2 separate regions of the Zea mays genome follow, and region 2 is linked to region 1. Evidence: chromatin contacts called from public Hi-C data. All regions are on one chromosome and are shown on one strand. The core of a region is the stretch at or near the end of the contact, and the rest is flanking DNA. Distances in the headings are between cores, read along the strand shown. Region 1 holds the start of LOC100382242. Region 2 overlaps LOC103636193.

Region 1 (5,734 bases), core at 402-2,901:
TTGGCACGTCATCGATAGCACGATCAAAGTCTTTAGGGGGACGGTCTACTACAACCGGACGCACCACAACCTCCATGAGTTGCAAATGGGTTTCATACCCGAAGTAATATAATTATCCCAATCCAGTTGACAATCAATTTGGATGACTCGTCTTATGACATTTGGTGGATGACCAATATTAAGCACTCCGTCAACCGCAATGTCATCATCTTCATGGTAACCTAGCTTTTGTTTAGCCTTTGTAAACACATCACTCAAGGAGGGTCTACCATCGAATAGTACCGGCACGTGTCGCATGTCAATGAACTTGGCATTTCCATACGGATCTTGTTCCACATTGCCTCCATGATATAAGCTCAAAAAATTGTCCATCTATTTGAAACATCAATTAAACATTCAATATAACTGTGGATGGTTATTACCTAACAACAAACCACTAATTACTAGCTACATAACTATAAATATAACCACAACCCACTAATATACTAACCACCTTATAAATTACTCATATATAATAATTGAAAATTTTGACAGCACCTCCCCGGGGAGGATAAAAAACATGCACATTTGACTCACTTTCATAATATTCAATCCAATTAGCATTTATCACAATAACTAACATTCATCACATTCAAAAAACAACAAATTATAGAAAAACAATCTAACATATTGAACACAAAATGCTTACACAATAACAAAAATAATATAAAAATTACCTAGACGGTCGGGGTCGGGGTCGGGGATGGACGACGACGACGCGGGCGAGGAGCGGGCGCCGGGGCGGGGCGGGGCAGCGTGTCGACGGCCGGTGGCGGGGCGCCGGGAGGGGACTGGGCTTCGCGGGGTTGGCCGGAACGGGGCGCGGCCGTGGGACGGGCGCGGCCGGGACTGGGCGGCGACGCTTGTTGGGCGGCTCGGCGGAGCTTGCGGGGCGGGCCGGCGCGGGCGGGGTCGGCCGGACGCGGGCAGGGTCGGTCGGGGGCGGCGCGGGCGTGGCCGGCCGGGGGCGGGGCGGCTCGGGCGGGGCCGTCCGGTGGCGGGGCGGCGCGGGCGGGGCCGTCCGGGGCGGGGCGGCGCGGCGCGGGCGTGGCCGTCTGGGGGTGGCGCGGGCGGGGCCGGCCCGTGGCGGGGCGGCGCGTCGCGGTGGGAGGGCGGCGCGGGCACGAACAGGGCGGCGGGCGGCTGGCGAAAAATTGGGTGGATGTGGCTGGCGAAAAGTTGGCCCTGACACGTGTACTGCCGCCGCCAGGGGGGTCGGCGCCAAGATCTATGGCGCCGACCCCTGACACGTCACGTCCAGCAAGGCATCTCTGTCACGCAGACAGGCGCCAATAATATTGGCGCCGGCACACAGAAGCTCGGCGTCAATGATGATGACGTCGAGCATAGGATTTATTTTTTGAAATGAAACTGATAGGAGCATAATTATGGGAAAAACCCAAAAAGGGCCGATTTGCAAAAAAAAAAATTGGCTGCAGTGCCTGCTCAGAACGCGGATGGTCAAAGTCAAACAAGCCTCTCGACACTGCAGAGTGCAGTCTGCGAGCCGACTAGTCCCGGCACCCGACTCCCCACTCCTGACCGGAGTAGCCAGCTCCCAGACATTGACGAGACATAAACCCACTTGCCCACGCGCACGGCAAGCCGGCAAGGCCACGCGAGAAATTCCATCTCGAGCAGAGCGCAGCAACACGTGCGCGGAGGTCACAGCTCCGATCGACAAGCCGGCCAAGCAGCCACACATGCCTCCTCACATGGCGGCGATCTCGCACCGGATCGCAGGATCCGGCCCGCGCGTCGCCGTTGTGGCGCCGCCTCGCCCGCGGGGGCGCGCTGCCGTGGTCGCGGGTGCTGCGGCGAAGGGCGCACATCGGGAGCGGACGCTGGAGGGCGCGAGTGACGACCTGAGGGCCGCCGCGGCTCAGTGTCTGGACTGGGCTCCCGCGCGGCGTCGGGTGCGGGCCGCCTTCGCGCCCGTGCTCCCCACCCTCGACCACTGCCTTTTCAAGGTTCGATGTGCAAGTCGCTCCGTCCTAGCTTGATTTGGTTTCGTACGCTGTAGCGGAGGATCAGCTGTCAAAATTATTTTTTGGGAAATGGTCGAACGCTTCCAGTACTGCGGCGCTTGCCACCTCATTTAGGTGCGAGCAGATTTTTGTCAACTGGCAGGATCCGCTGCTTGCCCAACAAACTGAGTACTAGAAATGAGCAGCTCTGTTCTTCAGTGTGCAATTTGCAGTACCCTCGTGCAATTCTATACAGTATAATCCAAGTTGTCAACTCGACATATTACTCGCCTATCTCAATCTTAATCCGGTTTAGAGCAATTAATTTAGGAATATGACACAAAAAGGTGATATTTTTTTTTTGCGAGAGAACATGACGTATTAGAGAAGTGTTTGGTTCCGGAGTATGGTAGGACGGAGCCGCTCGGCTTCTAATTTATTGTTGTTTGGATGATTCCATGTAGAACATCGTGACTCTAAAAAATGCTCAAATGCTAAATCATTTGCCTTTCCAAAATCTCCTGAATGGTGGCAATGGAGCCGCTCTATCTCAACTGGCTCCTGAACCAAACACTATCTAGGAGTTTGGACACAACCCCATGCTATTCAGAGTAAAACTTTTCCTAGGGTTCCCTTAGAACATGATGAACCATCTGCATCAGTTATCGAGTTCCAAACTTCCAATTGCTAATCTTGTATCCTTGTAACATTGGTTCATACGATATCAGTTGACACATTTTTCTCATTTTCTGTCGTACTTTTCATTTTGTAGATGGCTCACAATGAAATCCAGATGGAAGAGGTACGGGCGTGATGGGATTTCTGAATTGACCTTGCATTCCATTTTGTTCAACGTTCAAGTAGTTCCCTCGCTGAAATATTGTGGCACAAGCAAACTTTCTGTTGGAAAATCTTTACCATGTCCCTGTTTGTTTGAACTAAAAAGGCTTTCCATCTTGAGTAGCCAATAGTAGATTTTCGAAGATATTTTTAGCTTTCTGGACTCAAGAACCTCATGAAAGCTCAGAAAAGTGAGCTTTTAAGCTTTCCGTATAAACTCAGGTTCTTCGGGATTCTGGCTTTTCGAAAGCTAGATGAAAAAGCCTATTGACTTTTCACACTAAAAAGCTGTCCAGAAGCTCATACAAACAGGGCTGATTCAAGAGCTTCTTTCCTTGCTTTGAGTATTGATAGATACTGCTAGTTACTGTAGAATTACGAGACCAATTCAAAGGGCGTTGAAATATTCTGGAAGAGTTGGCTGCCAAGAGAGGGCACTGCAACTAAGGCTGCACTTTTCTTCTGCCATGGATATGGGGATACCTGCACTTTCTTTTTTGAAGGTGACATTACTTTTTCTGTTATGTTTTGATTTGCATTTATCATTCCTTTGCATGCATGCTTATTAATTATTATTAACAAGCTTGAGATTACAGGGATTGCTAAGAGGATAGCAGCTGCTGGTTATGCAGTTTATGCTATGGATTATCCTGGTTTTGGCATGTCATATGGTCTCCATGGCTATATTGCAAGCTTTGATGGAATGGTGGACCATGTCATTGAACAGTATGCACGAATAAGAGGTTTTTTTTGGCTTATCTTCTGTGTATAAGTGTATATTCATAATTATATAGTCTTTGTATCATGGTATAATAATGACTTAATGTTCAGGCATGAAAGAAGTGTGTGAGCTGCCACACTTTCTCTTGGGGCAGTCAATGGGAGGTGCAGTTGCCCTGAAAGTACACTTGAAGCAACAACAAGAATGGGATGGTGTGCTTCTTGTCGCACCTATGTGCAAGGTATTTCTCAAACTCCCAATTACCATCAGATTACGTCATCACACAATCACATCCTTTTGGTTGTGTTAGTATAAGGTGTGTATATGTTTCACTGTCCACTAACTATCCAATCATGACTTGTGCTAGTGCACAATAGTGGATTGTAGTTCACAGTTGACAGTAGGTGGAAATATAGTGCTTGGTGAAATTTGGGAGCCACTGGTCAAGAAATGACTTCTTATGGATATGTTTGCAAAACAATTTTATTCATAGTTACTGATAACTGCTAAGTCCATGCCAAATTTATTTATTTTTCTTGCAATCTAGCATATTTCCAGTTTTACTTCATGGTAGGGCAACTAACCTGAAGAATGCATGAAGAAATTTGGGAGCCACTGGTCAAGAAAGGACTTCATAGTAACTGGTGTTGGAATCTCCCTTGGAAGTCTTTTTTCATGACTTCTTATGGGTATATTTTTGTCTCATCTTTCTTGTTCAGTGATTTTATAAGACTGGCTTCTCTTTGGCAAGATTTCAGAAGATGTAACACCACCTGCACCTGTATTGAAGGCACTGAGCATATTGTCATGTCTTCTTCCTGAGGCGAAGTTATTTCCGCAGAAAGATATAGGAGATTTGGCATTTAGAGATCCAAGGAAAAGGAAAGTAGTAAGTTTCTTGGACAGTTTCTGCGCTATTATCTTCAACTTGATTTGCACGAATGCAATGTAATATCCAGCGCATATCCTATTATTGTGTGCATGGTTTGTCTCTCTTCTCTGCAGTATTTTAATAGCCACATTTTGCATAGGTTAGTTTGTGCAATACTAAGACCCTGTTTGTTTACCTTCTAGATTATATAATCCAACTTAAATAAGTTAAAAATCAAACAAACAATACAGATTATTAGGTGAATTATATAATCTAGATACCTAGATTATGATAAATCCATAACCAGGTCACTAGGTGCTTACATAATCCATAAGCTGGATTATATGATCCTGGAAGTAAACAAACAGGGCCAAGTCTCTTACAATTTGCCTTGTTTGCCATGACCTTCTGGTAATAGTTTATGTACCTCTAGAAATTAAATCAATACAGCACTGCTGGTTGAAATATTTATTGACGTTATTTATCTTGGCATTTTCATTTTCAGGCTGAGTACAATGCCATCTCATATTCTGACCAAATGAGATTAAGAACAGCAGTTGAACTTTTAAAAGCCACGAAGGACATTGAATCACAGTTGGAAAAGGTCACTATTGCTTGCACTTTTGCTCATGGATCTGGATCTCTCTGTTTTGTATCGTTTAAACATGTTCTGGATGCAAGTCATGAGACCACTGCGTTTTTGTTTGGTATGTACATTCCTTCTCGTTGAAGTACCTAACACAAAAACACTTTTATGATATTCCTATATAGATCTCCTCTCCATTGCTGATTCTTCACGGAGCCGCAGACATGGTAACCGATCCTCAGGTCAGCAAATTCCTTTATGAGAAAGCCAGCACGAAGGACAAGACCCTCAAGCTCTATGAAGGCAGCTACCATTCAATCTTAGAGGGAGAACCAGATGACCGGATTTCAACTGCCATTAACGACATCATTTCATGGCTAGATTCACACTGTTAAATACCCCTTTGTCTATAGCCTCTCATGTCCTCATCCATTGTTTTGGATTTATAGTTCCTTATTAGAGTACCATGGGTCTCTAGTGCTTTAAATTTTGCCATGGTGTGCAGAGATAAGTATCTCTCGAATTAATTAGTTGTGCTTGCTATCTTGACACTGTTGGTTTTATGTTAATTGCGGACACCGCATTCAATAGCTTGGATCCTGTCAACAAGTATCAGCATTACCAGGTCCGATTATCAAACAAAACAAAATGACCTCTAGCCGAGTTAAGGGGTGTTTAAATGCACTAGAACTAATAGTTAGTTGGCTAAA
Region 2 (5,238 bases), core at 1,212-3,711, 160 kb after region 1:
TGTATGATATCAAAACCATCCTTCATAATCAGGTTGAGAATGTGGGCACAACACCGCATGTGCAATGTGCTACCCTCTAACATAAGTTTATCTTTCCCTATCTTACTCTAACGATGCTATGACCTTATCATTTGTAGCAATGGTCAGAGTTGATACCTTCTCATCAAGATTCCATGCGACTTCAATCATCTCTTGAGCAATAACCTCAATAGTAAGTGTACTTGGCATGTAAATGAACGCACAACAATGAACAATCATGTTAGTCTGTTACATTATTTTAGAAATAAATGAATATTTCAGCAATGAACAAGTCACATTACCTCATCACAATGCTCCTAAGCTTCCATGGTTGATCAATAATGGTTTGTGGTAGCCATGTAGCCTTTCTTTTGGTTGTATGAAGTCCACATATTAGTAAGGGGAAATTACATGTGTGTCATCAAAAATTATACTCATTCCTTGTGTGCCACTAGCCCCACATGTCATACACACAAAATTTTTTTCCCTATATGCCATTCAATGGCACACAAGGAATGGTTATAAATTTTGATGGCACATAGGAAATTTTTTCAATTAGTAATGATAGCAACCCTACACTTATTTCCTGCCATGAAAGCAATGCATTTCTTCTTCTGTCTCGTATTGCTTCATGATGTCCTTCCTAAGGAAATATCAGTTAGCCAAAACACTATTTAGTATTTGTTTGCGAGCACTATTTAGTATTTAATAAATATTACACAACTCAAAATTATGACACAACAATACATAGCTCATACCTAATAATGTTCCTTGTCACCATTTTAAATAAAGATTGTGCACTAACAAATCTTACAAATCATGTGTGGTCAACCATGCATAGTGGGTATTCATGTAACACCGTCATAGAGGCAAGCTCCTTTTTAGCGTTTTCCATTGACACTTTCCCTTTGTCTTGAGAACCAAACCTTAATGACCTTTGGCTAAATGTCTTGCTTTGCCATGCCATTTTGCTCTTACGGTATGGATACATCTTGAGATGATCATTAAGATGTTTGGCTCCATTTCTTTATGTCCCTCCTCCAAGCTTATTTGCACACTAATTGCACTTTGCTTTAATTTTATCCCTGACTTTAACCCTTTTGCCATTGCCATCCTAAGGGTCTGCCTGGCGGGTCATGGGTTTGGACAACATAAGGTGTCACGACTGCTACATATGGCCAACGTGAACAGACCAATGGGGTGTTTGGCTCCCATCTTCTAAACTTTAGTTGACTAAATTTTAGTCACTTTTAGTCAATAAACCACTAAACGATATGAATAAGAGGATGTTTATTTGGGATTATAATCTGCATAGATTATATAATGTGGGCAGTACAATCCCAAACAAACACCCCTAAATGAAGCCTCCTAAATAGTATTTCTAGAGACTAATATTTAGTTTCTAAAGTTTAAAAGGGTGACTAATATGGGTGTTTAGTTTGAGGAATGAGCTAGTCTATCATCTTCTCACTCTCACTTTTTTGTTTAGTTTGTAGAATGGAATGAGTTGATCCATCACCACATCATCCATCACCACATCATTTCTCATAGTTAGTTAGTACTAATACGAATAATGAGGTCATCCAACCAAATTTTAAAAATAGACTCATGATACACCATCTCATTTTAGATGTAATGATTCCTCAAACCAAACACCCCCTAAGGGTTTATTTGGTAGTAAGTGGAATAAAGAGAATTGAGGGGGTTATAATCCCTTGCTATTCAATTTTGAATAGCAAGGGATTACAGCCCCCTCAGTTCTCTCCATTTCACATGCTTCCAAACAAGCCCTAAAGAAACCAAACACCCCAAGTTTGAGATGTCATTTCCCCTTTCTTTACCACTTCCCCGTATTCTCAATCTCCCAATAAGCTACTCGTAGTAGTACACAGAATATTCGTTTCTCTACCCTTTCGCAGTTTGTCATATTTTAATTGCTGATGACACTGAAAATGGTATCAGCGGCGGCGAGCCCGTAGTTTCCGAAGAGTGATGAACGCTTTTGACCTCTTGCCATCCATCGGTCTGCTCCGGCTCAACGTTCCGATTCCGACCGTGCGCATTTCCGCTCGCTCACTTCATTCTTTTATCAAACGTGAAGCATTTAATCAAATCTTTATTTTTTTTATACACCACCACTTCGCTGGCAAGTTTGCAGATACAACTTCAAGTACATATATATAGTACTTGCGTTGACAGGACAGCATAGTACGAACGGAAACCATCGCAAAAGGTCCCAGATGGACCAGGCCAAAGGCGCTCGAGGATTTAAAAATGGGCACATCCTGGGGGCGAGATCTGTATGCGGTCCGTCGATAACTTATTGCACGATTTGCCTTCACCTGCTTCATTCTTGTAAACAAGCCGCACCAGCAAGTTGCGAGAAGCATATGAGAAATAATCTTCTATATACACTAGTATCATCAGCAACAACTATGTTCCATTGTGCACATGGGCCTGTGTTGCACCATCAGTACCTTTTCTCACACAAAAAGAGGACAAACAAACCCAAACTATATCACACAGCAATAAACAAATTATCATCGCACTTGAACTTTGCAAGTTTGGATCGGACAATACAACAGAGCAAAGTCCCAACCAAACGTCTGGAGAAAACGTTAGACAAAACACTGAAAAATTAGATACTAGCTTACTGATCAGTTCTGCTAGCTGACAAACCTTTACCAGCAACATGATGATCCGTGGAAAAGGTCGGCCGCTTTGTTTTGTCCCTCAGCTTTCAAATTTCAAATGAGTGCGGTGTGGATATGCTTTTGTTGTTGGATCTTCAGATATTTTTACATGTTTGCCTTTCTTTCCCATCGTTCTTTAATGTCAAGCCTGAAAAAGATGGGACACATATGGGATTACCATCGGCGCCTTTCACAAGTGAAAGTGATAAACAGGTTATCGCTTCGGCATTTCTGAAATGTGGCCACAGTAATGTCACACGATGCTGAACTTTAAACTTTACTTTCTCGTGGTTCAAACCGCATTAATTTCTTGATGGCAGAGAGACATCATGCTCAGCAGACAAAGTTGTTAGAAATCTTAAAGTTGCCGATACAGATAGATTATATCTATGACCAGAATACCAGATCGCGGTGAGAAACCTTTGTGTCTTAGTTTTCCCCCACATATCGAAGTGGACAAGTCAGGCTGTGTTTCTTTCTTGAACAAAATGAAAGGTGGACCAGTGCTATCAAACCTTTTGAAAAATATAAAAGGTTTGCGTTGGAATTGTGCAATTCAAACAAATCCTTGAATAATGAAGGGTAAAGCAGTGGAGTAAGGCTGTACTAAACAAGTACTCCCTCTGTTCCATTATATTAGTCGTTCTAGCATTCAATCACATACATGAAATATTCTCTGAACCAGGACACAAATGGGCTTCAGATACATAAAAAATTCTATGAATTTAGACAATCCGGAACACCGCTCAGACGACCAATATAATGGGGCAGAGGGAGTATTAAGTTGCATCCACCAAATAGTTCATTAGTTCAACGTAAAAGGTCAATCTTCACATCAAGACTCTCTCAGGTCTCAGATGTGGAATAGAAGTGAACAACAATTATTTTTATTTACTTGCACTAACCAGGATACCAACTCGAGACCTCTAACTTTAATACCATATTAAATTGCATGCACCAAACAATTCAACCCAAAAGTTTAAGCTGATGAAGATATATGGATAATTCACTTGTATTCTGACATTAAGAGTAATATAGAAGTGCAGAAGCATGATACAATAATGAAAAAAATACCCCCAATGTAGTTTCCTTTTGTTCCTCGAGGACAGGCCTGATGCAGGATCCTGTAAATATATGGAAGTAAAACCATCACGATTATTGAATGAAATCCCAACTGTTAAGGTATGGTTAGATAAGATGTGTGTTAAAATTGATATCTGAACTGTAGTCAAATTAATATCTTTGAGGATGTGAGTTAACTTGGCTTATACCACTTAAAGGCAACCAAATATACTCAATTGGATATCAAAGTCAACAAAAAAAAATCTTAATGTTTTCTCATATCAAATCAATGAATATCTGAGTGTCTGAAAGTCAAAGAGCAGCAACAACAATGCCTTTTAGCCCCAAGCATGTTGGGGTAGAGTTAAAACACAAGAAGTCACAAATCAAGGTTTAGACACGTGGATAGTTGTTTTCCATTCACTCCTATTTATTTAAGGCTAAATATTTGAGTATATTCCAATCCTTCCAGGTTTACTTTTACTGTCTCATCTCATGTCAACTTCGGACTTCCCCTGCATCTCTTCCATTACTATCATGTCTTAGGATATCACTACGCACCGGTACCTCTGGAGGTCTCTATTGGACCTATCCAAAGTCCAAACCATCTCGGCCCTTCTAGCTCAGGTCCTCTCGCTCCTCGCGCTCCCCTGCCCCCCTGGTCTTCTTGTTTCTTCAAGCATGGACCTCGCGCTCCTGGACTTTCGGCCGGGGTTGGCCTTCGAGGATTCCCTCAGGCTTAATTTGGCTTCTTCGTTTTGTCCTGCTCGCCCCTGTCTTCGGTCGTCCTTCTGGTTGGTGGTTTCTTTTGGCAGATGCATCTTCAAGTTGAACTCGGATTCTGTTGGTCATCTCCTCCAGGCCGCCCTCGGTGGGTTCGCGTCTGGCTTTGAGGTGCTTCAGCTCGCTGATCGGGTTTTTCGGTTCTCGGTTTCTTCGATGGTTGTGGGTTTCCATATCTACAATTCCAGATGCATTGATCGTAAGGAATTCAGAGCATTCTTCAACCTTTGGAACCACGGTGGCCCTAACTGGAAACATGAATTCAAGATTTTTACGGATGAAGAAGCGGCATCTTGGCTGAATGTTCGGGGCAGGAAGAGTTTATCTTTTGCGGATATTGTTAAGCTCCCTCTCACCGGTGCCAATGCTGTCCCGATTCGTAACAATATTAAGTTCTCTGGTGGTGATGAGCATCAGGCTAAGACTAGAATATCTGTGTTCAATCGTCTGGGCTCTCCTACTCGTAATCTGGCTCCGGTTCGCAGCGATAAGAGGTTCTCCGTTGGTGGGACGCATCAGTCTCGCCTCAGAATTTCTGCGTTCAATCGTCTGGGCTTGCCTGCCCCTGGTTCGTGGTCTTCGTCCTCTCGGCGAAGGGCTGTGTCCCCAAGGTTTTCGAATTCCAGGAGGGTTTCCTCATCACTGCTTTTCCCTAATCCTATTGGCGTAGTTCATGGCGACG

Evidence for each region. A called contact is a pair of places that touch in the nucleus more often than the background predicts.
Region 2: a contact with region 1 is called in a Hi-C map of endosperm, with 2.1 times the contacts expected there. The contact joins the enhancer-like site here to the promoter of LOC100382242 in region 1. A contact is called at or near these places in 3 of 25 Hi-C or Micro-C datasets (endosperm and leaf).

What each region holds. Positions count from the first base shown.
Region 1 is chr8:155,578,332-155,584,065 of Zm-B73-REFERENCE-NAM-5.0, forward strand. It overlaps LOC100382242, which reads left to right and starts at 1,652. Exons shown (of 8, transcript NM_001366780.1): 1 at 1,652-2,009; 2 at 2,779-2,808; 3 at 3,220-3,349; 4 at 3,443-3,589; 5 at 3,678-3,808; 6 at 4,319-4,456; 7 at 4,944-5,042; 8 at 5,210-5,613. The coding sequence starts at 1,743. The coding sequence ends at 5,419.
Region 2 is chr8:155,733,725-155,738,962 of Zm-B73-REFERENCE-NAM-5.0, forward strand. It overlaps LOC103636193, which reads right to left. Exons shown (of 5, transcript XM_020542667.3): 4 at 3,786-3,835; 5 at 2,410-2,859. The coding sequence ends at 2,817. Among protein-coding and RNA genes, the nearest start is that of LOC103636193, 14 kb to the right of the region's middle. Within about 2 kb of position 2,462, at least 5 of the 20 cell types and tissues checked have an H3K27ac peak or open chromatin away from gene starts, as enhancers often do. A contact at or near this core is called in endosperm, where this site is marked.